Linked DNA regions of Anser cygnoides: region 2 is linked to region 1. A link is a contact called in public Hi-C data. All regions are on one chromosome and are shown on one strand. The core of a region is the stretch at or near the end of the contact, and the rest is flanking DNA. Distances in the headings are between cores, read along the strand shown.

What was found. Hi-C and Micro-C count contacts between places; a contact is called where the count stands out from the background.
Region 2: a Hi-C map of liver shows a contact between it and region 1, with 2.2 times the contacts expected there. The contact joins two enhancer-like sites. A contact is called at or near these places in 2 of 7 Hi-C or Micro-C datasets (both in liver).

Annotation. Positions count from the first base shown.
Region 1 is chr4:71,128,328-71,134,086 of Taihu_goose_T2T_genome, forward strand. HPGDS (hematopoietic prostaglandin D synthase) reads right to left here. Exons shown (of 6, transcript XM_013189540.3): 5 at 2,501-2,599; 6 at 1,334-1,964. The coding sequence ends at 1,800. It overlaps SMARCAD1 (SWI/SNF-related, matrix-associated actin-dependent regulator of chromatin, subfamily a, containing DEAD/H box 1), which reads left to right. Exons shown (of 23, transcript XM_013189538.3): 23 at 1-479. Among named protein-coding and RNA genes, the nearest start is that of HPGDS, 24 kb to the right of the region's middle. Within about 2 kb of position 4,499, at least 3 of the 3 cell types and tissues checked have open chromatin away from gene starts, as enhancers often do. A contact at or near this core is called in liver, where this site is marked.
Region 2 is chr4:71,321,915-71,328,339 of Taihu_goose_T2T_genome, forward strand. The region is part of intron 3 of PDLIM5 (PDZ and LIM domain 5); the gene reads left to right. Among named protein-coding and RNA genes, the nearest start is that of PDLIM5, 68 kb to the left of the region's middle. Within about 2 kb of position 3,832, at least 2 of the 3 cell types and tissues checked have open chromatin away from gene starts, as enhancers often do. A contact at or near this core is called in liver, where this site is marked.

The sequences.
Region 1 (5,759 bases), core at 3,249-5,748:
GTGGAATTCAAGGAATAAAGGTAACGTTGTACCCCAAGGACTCGTTCATAAAGTTTATGGTCACCAATAATGTAAATTTATAACTTTTTATAGTTTCTTCATTGTATTCCTCATGGTATTGACAATTTTTAACACAACAGCATTCTTCTGATGCTTGAAAACAGAAATAGCACAAATGTGCCAACATCAGATGCTGAAAAAACGTTATTTTAGAGGACATTTTTCAAAATGGGGACCTAAGTAGTAATTGTTTTAACAAATCTGCTACTGTTTAAGATTTGTCAGTATTTTTGTAATTATTTCTACCTCCAAATATATATATGAAACGACTGTCTGTTTCACTGGATTATGCGTGTAGATTTTTTATATGTGCCTTATTTGACAATGCTCGAGTCTGTTTCTGCTTGTTTTGGTTTACTTGATGTACTGTACTGGTTTTGTATCAATTTGTTCAAATAAAATTCCATCGATTAACAAAATGTTTTCATTTTGTGGTTATTGTGGGATGGGGTTTGATAAACTTGCATGTTATGTCCCCTTGCATGTAATCCAGGAGGCAGCTTTAAAATGAGCTGGAATGCTCTGTTTGACCTGGTGTGGCTTTATCCAGTAGTAGATAATATAGTAGATAATTCGTTATACTCGAATCAAAGTTGTGATAGAATATAGATTATAAAAATAGTTACTGCCAAACAGAGCTCTCCACCCAGAGTGCAATCTGAAGTCTATTGCTGAAGAAGAGAGTGGAAGCTGAAGAAGGAAAAATCTGTGAAGAGCTACAACAAAATGCAAGGAATTGCAAAAGCAGGTAGATGTGAATACGCATGTCTGCTTAAGTTGGACCTTGCTTTCATTTCTGCCAATACCTGTTTAATCTCTGAACTTCTTGGTTTATGTCACTTATATAATTACATGAAATAACACAGTGGGGGAGGGGGGAGGCAAGCGTAAGGGGAAGCACTTTCCCAGCATTGTTCATTTGCAGCCCAGAGGATTACCCAAGTCTGTTGCGGTTTATCTACTTAAAACAGACAGTGGAGTCCTCTTGCAAGCACTTGTCTCCCCTTGAGTTTGGGTAAACTGCTTGCATCTACAGCCCACCCTGTTGCTAGCAGTACCACATACCTGCTTTTCCCATTGCTGGGAGAACAAACTGTTTATTCATTTGTTTTGTTCTACACCTGTTTTCACCCTTGCCACCATTGTTTGTTGCCTTTACTAGAAGAGATACTGAGCAATTGAATGTTTTTGCAGCTGGAGAACTAGTACTGGTGTGGGCAACGGCTCAGCTGGGCAGCTGCATTGTTTGTAATGGTGTAACAGGAACAACAAGTGTTTGAGAACTGTGAAGTTTATTGACAAAGTGGGTAGTTCCTCTTTGTATTGGCTGTGTCCTTAACCCTCCCAAACATTTCTACTCTCCTTTATTCTGGTTTCCTCCAGCACTGAAAGTCAAAAAACAAACAAACAAAAAAAAAAAACCACACTAAACATATTGTTGAGATTACATCTGTCTGATAAAATTCATTTCTCCTCCCTTTGAGAACCCCCAGAACATTAATTGGATTGATGAAACGCTTTATTAGCAGTGAGGGAAAGGTGGCTGGAGCTATACCTCTACCTCAGGCTCTGCTCAGTCAGCTTTTTAGATGCATTCTCTCAAAAATAGAAGTGATAGATTCTGATTTGGAATTGCATACCCATATGAAATTAATTCAAATGATTCTTAAATTAATAACTTAAGATGCTTGCAGTGTTTTAATCAAAACATGAATTTGTTTTTCTACTGGACAACTGATCTACATTATTGTCTTTGGTCTCTTCTGGATCCAGGCTGCAATAGCAGGAAGTGCTTGCACTCTGTCCCTGAGAGCCAAAAGCCTGGGGTACTTGTCTGCCAGGTCAGGTTTGCAGGACAGAAGTGTTGTACTGCATACATCCCAATAGAAATCGGCCCATGTTACCTGGTGGAAAGGGGGGAGAATGCAGTTAGTTTTAATCAGTAATCTCAAAAGCTGGGACTACTAATAGTCTCTGCAAACTACAAAAATGAAGCATGAATTGATCTGTTTTGAGCTTTTTTTCTTTAAGTTTATGACTACAGAGCTAGTAATTAGATACAAAGCTTAACAAATACAAATTAGTATTTTTAGAAAGGACTTGATTTTTTTTCTTATTTTTATATACTAAATTGAGCAGTGACTCTAAGCAGAATTCTAAACTCACATCTCTGTTAACTAGTACAAAGGCATTTAAAAAGTTTTGTGTCAACATGGAAACTGGTTTGGCAAATGCAAATCTGTCCTGGTTTGCCTTTTCTAAAGGTATGAGCAAAATTCACTTTGCAATTAAGCAACCAATTGTGTATCAGTAAGAAAAAATACATATTTTTTTTACAAGATACCATGGGATGGCTTAAAATCCAGAAATTCAGCAATAGCCGACAATTGCATTTTACTGGCAGTCTGGTTGGAAAGGGAGAAATAAAAATAATACTTACAGATTTCCCCACCAGCCATTTGTTATCCCCCAGGAAAGTATCCAAATCTTTCAATAATTCAGGTGCTTTGTTGGTGAGGATGTCATTAAATGCTTGTTGCTGAGGGAAGAACAAAGCACATGCACATCAGTAGGTAAGCACGGCAGCCGGCAAAATTGAATTCTTGGGGCTTTCTTGTGAGAAAGATGGACAGAGAAAACTGGAAAAGGTGACAGTGGAATCATTTGGTCTGGCCCAAATTTTAAGGTATTCCCCGTTTCTCTTCGGAGGAAGTAATGTGTTAACATCCAAGTAAGGATTAATAAAGCAGACATAGCAGTTATTTAGATAAATAAAAGCAGAGGCAGGTGTAATGTCAGTTGAGTATGAGCAAAGGGGCACTGTACAGCTTAGGAAAACTGAGGTAATTACCTGTGAAGTGTGTTAGATACCCCAACACCCAGGCTCTGACTTGGTGAGCCATGGGACAAGCCCGTTGCTCCCTTAATGCTAACGGCAAGACGCTGAGTGCTCCCACGGGGCAACGTGTGGTGATGCTACTTACCTACACATAGTAACAGGGCAGGAGCTCTGCACTAGATCTGTGAAGAGTTGAGCTATAAAACCGGACTTTTTGGGGACTGAAGTTCACGGGCTTTTTTCTTATACAGGCTATCAAATTTCCAGAATCCCATAACCAAGTCTTTCCTGCTGTCAGTCAAATCTTGGCCAGTTATTTGTCTTTGCCAGCCCTTCTTATGTGAAGCATGCAAGCGGGTTTTTAAGCTTTTGCTGGATTTATCTTTGATCATTTATGTTAGTGGGTTATTCTCCATTTTTGTCCACACAACGAGATTTGGGTTGCTTAAAATTTGTGATATTGAAGGCTAAGGTCTGTATTGAAGGATACCTGCCTTATTTGCACGTTAGTGGATGCAGGATAAGACTGAGCAGTGGTGTTTCTCTGCTGTTTACCCTAGCAGAAAGTTTTGAGGCCGCTCACAAAGAGTTAACTGTTTCCCTGGGAGAAGGAAGGATTTCTCTTTTTCTCTGGCCACCTGCGTGGAAACGAGTGAGATTGCAATCTGCTGTGATCATCTGGTCTGCTCTGTGGTACAGTTTGTGCAGTTAATATTTGACTTATTCTTGGAGGAATGCACTCAACATAGGTTAAATAAGCACTGCTGTATAGTAACAGTTATTTCAACAGCTTTGAAATTCAGGTTAATGAAGAAAGAATAAAAATTAGAAAAGGCAGCAGACTAGATGCTGGCTGGAATACAACCACTATTTCTGCAGACCAGATTGAAGTCTTGGCATCTCTTCCTGCTGTCTTAGAGCTCAGTAACTGAGTGATGTTACTGCAAGTAACAGCCAGAAGTTTGCAGTCCAGAAATGTCATAGCTGTAGGCTGTGCTGTAGCTTTTTTTTTTTTTTTTTTTAAGTACAACCACCTCCTGCAAAAATATGTGTGGGTATGTAAGAATATATTATTACACTGTATTATATCTTGTAGTCAGTAAGGCAGTGATCTGTTCCACCTTCCACCTATGTCCACTTGCTTTGCCTGGTTTACATTTTCTTTCCTTTTTTCTTGCTACTGGGTAGGTACGATTACGCATCACTCAAATTGTGTCAGAAAGAAAGGCGTTCCTCCTGTCACAGAGGGAAATTTTCTGACTTTTCTCCTTTGCCATGTGTAAGTTACTTAAGTTACTGAAATTTTTTTAGCTCACGAGTCTCCAGTACTCCTCACTTCCACCACAAGGTGGTGGCAGCGGACCCAGGAGGAGAAAGGGAGAACCATTAATAGGGCCAGAAATACCAGAAACACCCAGAACAGCAAGGTTTTACATCATCTTTGCCCCCCCCACACACTCTCGCAGCATACGTGCACTCAGGCACACGAGGGTTGCCTGTGACCTCTCCTCCCTTCTGCGTTCAGTGGTGGTGGCGTGATCTGGGCCTGTGTGTGGGAGCAATGCTTTGGGACGAGCTGGGGCACAGCCGAGAGCTTCCCCGTGACAGAACAGCAGGACAGCAGCTCTGTGGCAGCCGTGCTTCTGCCCTGCTCCGTTAGCAGGAGTGTGGCTGTTCCTCTGCTGCTTTAAAGTCGTGAGTCAAAGCTTCCCTCCCTGCATTAGCAAACCTCAAGAAGTCACTAGGCGATGAAGTAATAGGTATTTTTGAATACTAAAACTTCCGCATACATTTTCCTTCTGCAAGATTTCAGAGCGCTGTCATATAATTTCATCGATTTATTTTTTTGTCAGCATTTTATCTTTAACGCTTTCTATAATACGATATCCCACTCAGCCTGAAATGTTTGGAGGGAGGTGGCTGCACTGGCGGTTAATGGTTACGTGTGCTGTTACACCACTTTTCTAAAATGGTCGGGTGGTCTGCTGGGGTCAGAGCTGTGCATAACCAGTGCAACGCTGGAGTTAACTCATCCATCGCCCTGTCGCTCGAGCAACAACTCTGCAGGCTTGCATTTGCAGTTCTGGTGAGTGAGTATAGCGAGAGAGAGGGATACCAAAAACCCCAAGTGCTGTAAGACTTGCCTGTGACTGTGTTAAAGTATCCGTGGCCATGTGTTACCCTTGGCATTGGTATTTGCAGAAGCACCAGAGAGGACAGTGGCGGGGCCTAGAAGGTCTGAAGAGCACGGCTGTGGTGACAGCGAGGGATGTGAGGGCACGAGCCTCACCTTTTCAGCAGCACCCACTGCTTTACGCTACTCTGGTAATTAACTGAAAAACGTTTGTCCCTGGCAGCTGCACTTACTGAAGACTGATACTTGCTAAATGTCAAGAAGAAATCAAGATGTAGAAATAAAAAATGTAGATGGGATGGAGCTGTTAGTCCTGCGGAGTTAGCAGAAGTAGATTTCAGCTTAGTCTGTGACAGGATACAGGTAGTACAGTGCTGGCTGGGATGGGAGTGTCCTGTCTTGCCCTTCTGAAGAGCATTTTGATGTGTGTGTGTATATATATATATATATGTATACATATGTATACACACACACACATATATATATATCAAAGTGCTCATCAGCCTCCCCTCCCTGGCTCACCTTAAACTGGCATCCTCAGTTTAAGGTGAGCCAGGGAGGGGAGGCTAATGATGACCTATCACTGCTTCCACTGGGAGTGAAAATCAGGTGGAGGAGGAGGAGGTGGGAGCAGAAGACCTTGGCTTGGTTACTCTTGAGGAAGAACCACAGATGTCCTCCAGCTCAGCTTTGTTGGGGTGAGCTGAGGTGATGGACCCAAGGGTT
Region 2 (6,425 bases), core at 2,582-5,081, 190 kb after region 1:
GGTTATTTTTAAAAGGTAGCTTGCTGTGTTAGGAAGCATTGATTAGACACTAATTCTAAGAAAATTAAATGTATAGATTCCACTATTGAAAGCCGGGTATAGTTGCTGAAGGCTTTTTGTTCTGTCTTGATATTTGCACTTAACTATTATATAGATACTGTTACTTGGCAAAACAGCTTTAGGAATGCTAAACAAAGAAATAACAAAAATTAGTTATAACAAGTTAGAACTGATAGAAATGACCACCGTCACTGAAGGAAATGCATGGGCAAATCTTATAGATGAGATGTCATTTTTCCCATCACTTGTGACTAGCAAAGCAGTGACAAGGTAGGATCCCTGCCTCCTGAACTAGATGACAGGACTTGGACACCCTGAGTTGTGTACAGATCTGCTGGAAAGACTGTAATACAAATACCATGCTTGATACAGGGGATGGTTTTCCTGTCTTGACTCTAGCCGGGGAGTCATGGGCAGGTACAGACAGACATACCTCTCCTGCTCCAGTCTGGCTGTATGCATGATACCTGCAGGTTTCTAAATCTCCTGCCATTGCAAGAGTGAAAAGCATGGTTTTGAAAACCTTTGTCGGTCAGAAGGTGAGATATATTCCACAGTATTTTTTTTCCCTTAATTTTTAGTTTGTTTTTGGCTTTGCCTTAATAGAATAAAATATTATCTGACTGCACTTAAACTCTCTTTACAAATGCGTTCAGTAGGGTTGCCACAGACCACAGGAATGAGACTATGAGCGGTGGTTGCCTTTGGGAGGTCTTGAAAACAACTAATCCTTTGTGGGCAGGAATACCAAAGCAGAGGGCAGTTTCTTCCTCTCCTAAAATGTCAGAACTGCTTATTTTAGCACATAATAATGAAATCCCTAATCTTATTTAAATTCAATAGGGACCTACGTTTGATCTGGCTGACTATCAAATGAGCAGCAAAGCAAGGACATAATTTTTCTTTCTTTTACCTGGCTTTATGCTTCATCTTAATCCGAAGTGCTGAGGAGTGCATGGTCTGGGGGTGTGAACATATATAGCATATACCAAATGCAAAATGCTGATGCTTACAATATATTAATTTTCAGCCTTAAACTTGATGAAAATGAAATATGTGTTGGATGATTCATAAACTAATATTCCTAGGCTAAACATAACAAAGTACTGTTTCAGAGATGACAAATATTATCTTGACATTCTGTTCTATGAAGAAATAAATACCAGTATTCTCAACATACTCCATTAAATACACCTCAACAAAAAGTGTGAAACCTGAAAGTCTAAATGACAACTCATTTAAAATTGGGTTTTAAGATCCAAGTTGTTTAAAAATTGCCCACCTAACTAAACAGCTCCTTTTCTGCCATTTCAGATTTAAACTGAGCATCAACATAAACTCTCTTCAACATTTTGTTTCTTAAAGCTGAGACAATTGTGTCTCACACTGGCGTTTATATTTTAATATTTGAATTGACAGAGCTTTGCAGTCTGTTTTTGTAGGGCAAGAGGAGAAATATGCATTTTTAATACACGAATTAGCTTGCAGAATAAGATGTTAGCACTAAGACTCCTTGATGTACCTGGCATCTGAAATACCACTATCTTTTAAAAAAGCAAATGAGCATTCAGTCTTCCTCCTTCCACATTTGTCATTATTTGACATGTACAACAAAATGAAGACTAATGTGCTAAAATAGAACAGATAATGGCTTAGGAGAGAAAATGTGATTGACAGCCATCAAATAATGTGATTGACAGTCATCAAAGCAGCCTGTTGGTATGCTACCAAGCACCATGACCAAAGTACAGATTTGAAAAACATTGCACTTTTTTTTTTTTTTTTTGTAAGGAGGGTAAACAAAATCATCTCATTTTTGCAATGACTGCAATGCTTCCCAGTTCTCAACTTTCAGTGCTTTAACGATAATTTGGCTACCTCTTCTTTTCTCTGTGTGGGGATGTACATGGGGTTGCAGTTTCTGGGCTGCAGGTGCTTGTCATAGCAAGATCTCTGAAGCACCGATGTAGCCGATTCATGTCACCCAGGGCAGCAGGTGCATTTCTACAAAGCTGTGGGGAGTGTAGTTGCAAGGTATACTACCTGGCAGATGACTCATGTTTTTAACGTAAGGCCAACGTTTTCGATAATGTATAAGCTGCAACAAGAAGCAAGCTTAAGAATGTTTCTTCTCTTCCATTCTTGTGATACAGAATTAGTAAGAACTGAATTATGTCTGCAATGGGGAAAGGGCTTTGGACTAGGGAAAAAAAATGTTTGGATTGTTCTTTTTTCTGTGCTTTAAATTACATCTGCCTTTGTTTTTGTTCAGATAGCTTCTATTAAAAGTCATAGCTTGTTATATATAATGTTAAACATTTTCTGCTTGTCATTTTTTTGTTTTCATGAGGGTTGGCTAACTTATGAAAAGCAAATGCATTTAGCTTTCTGCCCTGTCAGCTGGTTGCTGTCTAGAAATAAAATGATTCAAAACCAAAAACAACAACGACCAAAAAAACATAACTGCAGGCTACAGTGGTAAAACTGTTAAAAGATGAGGTTTTCAGCAAGAAGATCTGACCATTGGCTTTTCAGGGATGTAATGTCTGCTGCCAGAAACTATACCCTGAAGAAGGAGTTAGTTGTCAAAATGAGACGGGAAAAAAATAATCCTTCCTTTCTTCTTTCCTCCTATTAGAAATTTTTAGTTCAGACCAACAAATACAATTTTGTAGAAAGTCTTCCAGCCTTGACTTCATTTTATGAATGAAGGTTTTGCAGCTTCTCTTGTATCTCAGACTAGAGTTTGAGCAATTCTTTAAGTTACAGAGATACAAAAAACAAAACAAACAACAAACACAATACCTATTTTATTGCAGGTATTCTGTGTTCCCCTTGTTTATAAAGGGGTTGATGAGTGCAGATACCTCCTGGTGGTTTACCATGTAGTGCCTTTACTAAGGAGACTGGTGATGGTGGAACCTTAATGGAGTTCAGGAGAGACAAATCTGAAACTCTTCTTCTGGGTTTTAGGTTTGATAAAGCTTTTATGGATTTATCAGCCAGGGGCTTGGACCTCTGAAGAATCCTGCTCTGCCTTGAATTTAATTCTCGCTATTAATTAACGCTAATCAGTGAGATTACAGTGTTTTTGTTGGTGTTCGATTTGTAGAGATGACGTACCAAATTGGACTCATAGCTTGAGCTGGGGGTTTCCAGATATTAGTGATTATGGAAGGATTCAGTTATGTTGTTTGTGTCTTTTTGGTGGGTGAAATACTTGGAAGGCGGGAATGAATAAACGGAGAATTTAAAGAATGAACAGTTTTTGCGGGGCACGCTGCTTATAGCAGCAGCAGACTAATTCATTTCCCTAATAAGGCTGTGCTGGAAGTTGGAATGTTTTGAATTGCATTAAATGTCACAAAAGTATTCATCAGAGAGGAACAGCTTGTGGGATGTTTGGAGAACAAATTTGATCATGTTTGTCTGTTCGAAATAAGCTGTTTACACAGACTAAATATATCCTTTTCTTTTTTTTTTTTTTTGAAAGAACAAACATCTGTGATGGCAAAGTGTGCACAAACATTGTGCACTTTCATTTTCAGTATCCTGGCTGTCAGTAACTGACCGCTGTTGCCTGTATTTTCACTGTCTGTAATAATGTGTAAGGAGATTGAAGCCTGGAACTCGCTCCAGCAACCATTAGCCAAGGTCTTTTGTGTGCACTGTTTATAATAAGCATTTATACTGAGCTTTTATGTCTTTGTTTTGTTTGTATGTTACCAAAAATATTACACAAACTTATATACTGAACTGCCAGCTTTAAATCATTCAGAAAATACCCTGCTTCAAGTTGTCCTGCTTTTCTAATGAGTAGTAACAGGGCAAGAACGTCATCTCCTTCTGAAAGCCTCTGTCATCACGTATCACTCTGCATCACCCTGCTTAACCAAAGTAGCACAAAATCCTCACGTCTAATTGCTAGGTGGGAAACTACATGCTAACAGCTTAAAAAAAAAAAAAAAAGTGTAAAATTCTGTAGTTAAATTACTTCTTGCTCTACAGATTTTGTAATATCCTTCCCAATTCCAAGGGCAATAGTCGGGATGTAAACACTATAGCAAGTATTTTCTTAAATGTATGTGTTGGACTTGGACATGTTTTGCTCTTCAACTTGCACTGTGCTTTTCCTCTTGTACTGTCTTGTTTAACCACCGTGCATTTTTCACATTCAGATCCTGGTGGCTCAGTTTGCTGGGTGAGCATTTTCTTTATGCAATGCTGGATAAATCACAGATTTTAGTCTGATTATGGTCTGAAGTCAACAAGGCCAAGCTAAACTGTTTGAAGTATGTCTGGGACACGCAAATTTATGTCCTTGTTTCAAGTATGTTTGGGGGAAATAAAGCAATGTTATGCTGTCTGGCTCCAATGTTAAAAGAACATTGGAAACACTGTAGTTATCAAGTCCCCCCCTTCCCCCCCTCCACCCCCTTTTTTTAATGGCATTTTTAAAGACTAATTTTGAAGAATCTCTTCAGATCATCTGGAAATAGTGTTTGAAATATTTTTTGTTAAGTGCTGTATAGGTGAGCGCAGAGCCATCTCATACATTGCAAACTTAAATTTAATTATTTTTTAAAACTAATTAAGTGCATTTCTCTTGTAGACTGAAACTTCAGCGTCAAGTATTGGCAAACTTATTTTTTTTTTCTTAGCCATGATATTTGGGAGTTGATTTGAATAGTGAATATCTTTCTACTTCTAACTGTTAGATCAGTTTAATAAATATAAAAAACATTGCAAGTTACTTTATTATAAAACGCATGCCTAAAATATAGAAGATACACTTTCCCTTCTACTCTAGTCTTTAAAAAAGAAAGAAGAGCTTCCATATGTGTTGGCATTTTTTTTTCTTCTTGTTGCTTTTGTCGCTGCAAATTGACAACTCCACAATTAGGAATGATTAACGATGCACCCCGGTGCTTTGGAGGGCCAGAGGTCAGTATTCTCATAGGCTGCAAACTCTGTGGGAAACCGGAGAACAGACCTCTTCCTCAGAGCAGGGAAACACTCTATCTGAGAATTATTGTTGATGTGGACATGATGCGTGTCATCGGCGATGCACAAATGATGAAGGCAAAGGGCAGAAAATGATATTCTTGTGAACTGTAGTTATTGGTTTATGTTTATTTCGTTATTCTCTGCTTTTTTCCATTTTTTTTGTTTTTGTTTTTTTTTTTGTTTTGTTTTTGTTTTAATAACGTAGCATGTGGGCTTATATTCATCTCCCTTTTTTATAAGCTAGTTGCTGGACCTGAACAACAGGAAGGCTGTTGTTGGTATCAGATGGGCCTCGTGAGCCAAATGGCTTTCAGGGAAGAAATAAATGAAGTAAACGTTTTAAACAGCTATTAACAAAGAAAAAAGATATTTGTTAAAAGTTGAGAAGACGTCACTTATATGGGACAGCGTGCCTACTTCAAATCTAGCTGTCCATGTTTTCACTGCTAGAGTATTAAGGCTGGTTTATACGGTAGATGTGTTTAATTAAAATGTAGCTTCTGTTGCCTGTTCTCCAAACAAACTTTTTTGCCTCATTGGCAAACTTTCTTTTAGATATGATAACTCAGCTTCAGTTCAGCAAACCCCTTTTTAGAAGATTCTTAGGAAATCAAGTTTGCACGATTTCAGGCAGGATATGATTAATGTTGCTTGGACCATTAAAGGTGCCAGCTTTTCTGAGCAGCTACCAAATATGGCCAGAAATGTTTTGAAATGTGGCAGGAAGGCACTTTTCTACCAGAACAGCAAGAAAAGACTAAGTATCAGCAGCAGTGTTGTCAGACAAAATGTCAGTGGGTTGGATTTCTTGTTGTTCTATTGCTTTTAAAAAAAAAAATTCAGGGTGTGTGTTTTTGCACATACATGTGTGCAAATCTGAAAAGACAATAAATCAAGTAAGATGTTTTTACCTATCACATATTGCGAGTTCAGTTTAGGTATAATGAATCTGTTAATTCTTTATCTTCTTCACCCTTTCCATTATGATACTTCCTTTACTTCCCACCACCCAGTGGTAGTTTCAATGTACTCATTGTTTGGAAGAAATTTTTTTGCTATCTACTGTGGAGTTCAAGTGATATTAAGTTTACCTTTGAAGACCAGAGAATGTACCAAAAGTTCCTGTGTTATTTAATTTGCTAAGTTGTTCAGAAGGATTTTTATTGTTCTAAAAGGTTCTAAAGGTTCTAAAGCTTCTAAAAGCTTCTAAAAGGAAGCTTTCAGTTTTAAGCCTGGATAAGGGTTATGCACTTTAAAATGCAATTTATCTGACCAGAACTTTTGAGTTATGTGATGTATTTTCTTATGAAAGGGAGGAAAGCAATAAGCAAATTTTGACTATGTCTCCTGACTGGTGA